Regions from separate parts of the Zea mays genome. Here region 1 is linked to region 2. Evidence: chromatin contacts called from public Hi-C data. All regions are on one chromosome and are shown on one strand. The core of a region is the stretch at or near the end of the contact, and the rest is flanking DNA. Distances in the headings are between cores, read along the strand shown.

The links. A called contact is a pair of places that touch in the nucleus more often than the background predicts.
Region 1: a Hi-C map of ear shows a contact between it and region 2, with 2.8 times the contacts expected there. The contact joins the promoter of LOC100282010 here to the promoter of LOC103638598 in region 2. A contact is called at or near these places in 2 of 25 Hi-C or Micro-C datasets (ear and tassel).

The regions. Positions count from the first base shown.
Region 1 is chr9:82,191,225-82,194,097 of Zm-B73-REFERENCE-NAM-5.0, reverse strand. LOC100282010 (60S ribosomal protein L11-1) reads right to left here and starts at 1,389. Exons shown (of 5, transcript NM_001154923.2): 1 at 1,240-1,389; 2 at 1,027-1,134; 3 at 346-388; 4 at 54-249. The coding sequence starts at 1,242.
Region 2 is chr9:81,906,447-81,909,335 of Zm-B73-REFERENCE-NAM-5.0, reverse strand. LOC103638598 reads right to left here and starts at 1,331. Exons shown (of 2, transcript XM_008661468.2): 1 at 677-1,331; 2 at 171-564. The coding sequence starts at 991. The coding sequence ends at 535.

The DNA of each region.
Region 1 (2,873 bases), core at 140-2,639, 280 kb before region 2:
TTATAGACCTAAGTTTCAGTGAGTCAGAAACAGGACACACTGAAGAGTCTTACTTGATGCCAAGATCAATGTGCTCCTGGATTCCGAAACCAAAGCACCCTGTGTCACTGAAGTTCCTCCTTAGCAGTTCATATTCCTTGACCTTAAGTCCACTCTCCAGAAGCTGCATTGCCTTCTCACCCCTTACAGTAACATAGCAGGCAATCTTCTCATTACGCCTGATACCAAAGGAACGGACAGTGTACCTAGCTGAAGAATCAGAAAACCACAAAATATTAAACAAAAGAAACTCATCGGTGTTAGGAAGCAGAGAAGAAAACACTAATATAAAACAAGCAAATATACCCTTAGAGAACACTGGTGACTGGCCACTCAGTTGCTCCAGGACCTGCAAGCATGGATGCAACCATGGACTTACTGATATGCTTATGGTAAATTTAAAGGGGTCCATAGAAGTAATCAACTATTAAGCAGTTTACAGCATAGTTAGAGTTCAAAATAGTATGATTTACAATACTAAGCAGTAAATGAGTAGCTACAGCCACCAAAACAACATGGTTGAGGTCATTTGCATGAGTTTCGATGTACTAGAAAAGGCACTGTAATGATAAATGACATTAATAGCTCAAGTTTCTTTATTACACAGTTACCATTAAGCTTCGAATTCTCATTCTGTTGTCAGTGATCGACATCAGAAATGACTACACAAAGTGATCCTACAAGCCTACAACTATAAGAGACGTCATCTGCCAGCTGCAATCCGTTAAGGAATTGTTGCACAATACGGAGACCAGACTGAATTTCAAACTCTTTCCATGGAACTACATTCTTCCGTTATAAAAAATATTATCCTGGTTACACACAATCCGAACAAACCATACTAAACGAGTAGCAGAAGCTACCTATGAAGGGCGCATGAGATTACATCTACCAACGATGGAAACCGGACGGCTATAACAAGGATAAAAAACAATAAACTGTTTTTTTTTTTTTGCAAAAATCTGAGGCGCAAGAACAGGCACGAACCTTGGCGGCGCGGGTGAGGCGATCCCCACTCTCTCCGACGGAGATGTTGAGCACCAGCTTCTGCACCTTGATCTCCCTCATCGGGTTGGATTGCTTCTTCTCCGACGCCTGCGAAAGAAAAGACACGCACACAGAGAAGCGCATAAGGGTTAGGTCCATATACAGTAACTGAGGAGCAGCTAAGCGTGATGACGGGAGAGACCAGATGCTCACCATGGATAAGGCGGCGCCGGCGCCAGCGGAGTGAGAAGGAAAAGGGGCGCCGGCTGGTGGAACGTGGCGAGTGGCAGCGGCTGGCGGAGCGTGGCGAGGGGCGGCGGCGGGGGAATTAAAAGAGGGAAACCCTAGAGACAGGGGGGTCTCGACTTTCACTTGGGCCTGGTTCATTGATAAAGTTATGGGCTTTTGTTTTGGGCTGTAATATGAAGAAAACATTTGGACTATATTCGCTGGCCCCTCGTCACTGACGACGTACAGGCCGGGTTAATATAACAATCCAGCATGATGACGAACTGGCCCAATGTGTAGGGCCCGTCCTAGGCTTGAAATAGTAAGAAGGGCCCATCCTATGATCCTAGGCTTGAAATAGCATGATGACTTTTATTGTCAACAAATTTGTTTTTGAATTGTTGACCTAATTTCTGACGTGGATCCACATCTAGGGAACCAGATGCGTCATGCGTTGCAATACAGCCATATACCGCTTGATTGGATGGTTGTATGTTGGCGCCCGGGCTCGTGCGGCCATGGTGGGCCAGATACGACGGATTCGATCAGCCAAACCGTCTTAAAATGGATTATTTTGTATCCGCTCATGCAACATATGTTTATCGTGTGTATGCAACTAAACATAAGCTAAGACAAAGTCAACGCATATGATGGGCAACCAATCAGATGGGCATGAGCAGCAACATGATTGGAAAACAATGTCTCTAGTCATTTGACACTAGAGAAGTTGTGGCAATACTCTATACTGATGCGGATCAGGGAATTGAACCATTTTAGGCCTTGTTCGATTATTTCAATTCCATGTGGATTGATGTGTATTGGAATGGATTGAGATGAATTTCGACTTGCTACGAATTTAAACCGACTTAATATCATCTAATCTACATAAATTATTGTTGAAATGAACAAGCCTTAGATGAATCTCCCTACCCAAACACCCTGTAACATCGGTCAGATTGCCGCCTACTGGAAGCGAAACCAAAACAGGTACACTACATGAAAATGATAGTGCTCAGCTAGCTAGAAGGGTGCCTAGATCAATCTCCATTTTTCAGGACCATCAAAAACAGAATAAATATCTGTACTTTTGCTTTGGCACCAGCGGCACCTGATTGATCTCGTCCTCTCGTCGAGTTCGAAAATAATCCTTTCAGGCTATATATGTACATGTATGCTTTCGTCGCTTCTTTTTCACAACAGTATTTGTTAGGTAGTTAATTCTCGATCGAGAGGGACCTTGCATCAATCTCATCCTGTAACTACCTGTGTTGTGTGTTGTGCATCGTGAGGATGAAGCGATTGATTTGTTTGGTATCTTTCCTCCCATTCCCCATTGCCATTATTGAAGGGTCATGGTAGGCTACTAGAGGTCTAGGGCCTGATCATGATAAGCTAATACAAGTCTAGCACTTAAGAGCTAGACTGCCACCCACGATGCATACAGAAACTAGAAATAGTTTCTATGCGTATGATTGGTTGTCTGGGTAACCGACGCATGGCTCGACCAAGCCTGGCCTGTCACAAACGCGGCTTTCGTGCTTCTCCATGTATGCAACAAAAAAGGCTCAATTTGGCCTCCGTTGCATCCACACATAGAGGCATGCACATGCAGGCATCCA
Region 2 (2,889 bases), core at 82-2,581:
AGGCTTTGCCGAGTGTCTGATCCCGGTAGTGTTAAAGACCCTCCATAACTAATTCGACATAAAAACTTATGCTATTGAGATCATGTAGGCATTCAGTGTTAAACTTGAACGATGTGGACCAAAACGTACTTTCTAAAAAAACAAGCTTTAATACCACGTGGACCAAAAAGTACTTAGCAAGTGTAATTACTGTATTCATTCCTGTTGAAGATGCCTCCAACAATCACAACACAATGATACGTGTCCAATGTGCACATCGAAAAAACAATGTAATTATCTGTGACTATACATTACACAATCATTTCATCTTACATTTGGACCTTACGTTGCTGCATGTATACATACATATACATTACATAGCGTCCTCAGCTTCCCATCGTCGTTGATCATAGAGAGACGATATGGTAACAGTATTGACTCTTTGAATGCATAATACTGCAGAAGAATGAAGAAATCCAAGAATCGGCGGCAGAACGTTTGCAGGATGATTCAGACCAGATGCTTCGACGTCCGTAGGCAACATTGCATGCGACGTCACCACCATTGCCAGCAGCCGCAGAGCACCTGCAAGCCCAAAGACCATCCAGTTACGCGTCCTAATACTACGCCAGCTCTGCTGCCGCACAAGACACAGACACCAGACTCCAGAGAGCGAGAATGAGCGGTACGCACGCACCTTCCTCCGGTTCCGGCGACGCTGCCGCCATCGTAGCCGCCGTCGGCCGCGGCGCCCGGCCGGGCACTGCGCGAGCAGCATGGCCTCGGGACGCAGCACCAGCGGCGACCAGAGCGCGCTGCGGTCGTAGTCGAAGCCGAACGCGCTGGTGTCCGCGAACTTGCCGAGGAGGCCGTCCGAGACGTCCCTCGGCACCCGCTGCACCACCGTGAACTTGTCGCCGGCGATGGCCATCATTGGTGACCACGGATCCTCCAGAGCGGAGCAGGTCACGATCTCGAGCGGCGACGGCGACGGCGACGACGACGCCGGCATTATCAATTGCGCTGGTCACAAAAGAAATGGAATCACTACGAACTTGCACCGGCGGGTGGGTTGTTGTGGTGTGCAGCAGCAGCAGCAGGAGGATAATATATCTAGCTAGTATCTGTATCTCTCCTTTTTCCGCTGGGGAAAGCATGGAGGATTTGCAGCAGATCGCGCGGTGGTTGAAGGGAAAACGACCGGCAGGCTGAGCGCGGCTCTATTCGATTCGATCCCTCCCTCCGGCCTGCAAGGAAGCAGCTGTGGGGAAGCCTGCTGCGTGCATCTGTGTCGCTCGGCTCGGCTCATGGGACGGGGCCACTCCGAGGCCACCTCTTGCTTTCTTTATTGCTGTCTCACGTTCGAGTGTCCTCCTCTGTCACCTGGTGCGGCCGCCGATCCCTTTCTCTCTCTCTCTCACTCCATCGACCAACCAACCAGACCAGCCACCTCCGATCCGTGCCACGTGAGGCCTCTAAAGGCAGCCGCTCATGGCGACAGGGGGAGGTGACGATGGATGAAGCCTCCGTCACGTCTGTGCATCTATAGCTAGCCAGGACATCGCGAGCGCATTATACACTGATTCTTGGACGACCGTGATGCTCCGACGGACATAGCATAGCATAGGAATAGCAATAGCAATGTACTCCAATACTACTAGCATGAGGACCGCAGGTTTATGGCAGCAGCCACGTTAATGCCAACGAATGTCCCTAGCTGGCCAAGTTACGGGCGTCGCCATGTTCCTGCACTGAATGAAATTGCTTGGTAATTATGATAGCTGCCTTTCGGAGCAGATCTCGCTACAGGTCACCAGGACATATAATAGCAACCGTCAAGCCGAGCCTTTTTGCATTGGTGCAGGAGAAGCATCGTGTGTGGCCCAATCCGGCCGGTACGCACACGAACGTGGGCCTGAGCTAGCCCTGAGCCACAACGCCTGGCATTCGATCAAATAATGAGGTGGTCTGATGGGAACATATAGATCTAGATTCATTCGGGCTGGATGAACGAGCTTTTAAAAAATGTATTATTATAATATTTTTAGCGTTACAATCATATTTAATATCCATATAAAATAAATTTTATATCAGAATAAATATATGGTCCACATATCTCTACTACTCTTAAGAAGATACCGTAGGCGTCCACAGTGGCGTGGCGCACGGTTCTGCCCTGCCCCTGCCCCCGACATCCTCCCCTTGCCCTGCTCTTGGTCGCGCAATCCCAGGAACCCTCCATCGCCGCCCCACCATCATCGCACTATCCATCGCCGCCCCGCCATAATCGGCCCACGCCCGTGTGCATGCCCCTGCCCCCGACATCCTCCCCCACCCCCCGCGCCCTTCCATCGGCGACCGCTCCCACTCGCTGTGCATCGTGCCCTCGCCCCCATCAACCACCCCGTGCGTCGATGCCTGCCCCCGCCCCCGTCCCTGCGATGCCAGCGGCCACAGCGCCCCTCCCCCCGACGCGCTCTGCGGTCTCCAGATGCGAGTTCGGGGCTCGCTATCCGTGGAAGGCGAGGAGAGACGGCGCATCGGCTCTCGATCCGCGCTCTACATGGAAGGTGAGGCAGATCGGGGGGAGTGGCTCGTGGCAGTCGGCTCGACGTCGTCCTCCGCGCCGTCCGGCGAGGTGTCGTCCAAGCACGGCGGCGACGACTATGGGATCGTGGGCGGGCCCAACGGCAACGGCGTCGCGCCCGCCACCAAGTCCACCGTCGTCGAGACCACCATCGAGAGGGTACGTGATCGTCTGTCTGACGTTCCCTCACCACCATCCATGCTCGTCTGACGCGGGTACACAGGGCTACACCGTGCAGCCGCGCGCCGCGTTCTGAAAGCACCTAGAGGGGGGGTGAATAGGTGATCCTGAAAAAAACTTAAAACTTAAAGCCACAAAACTTG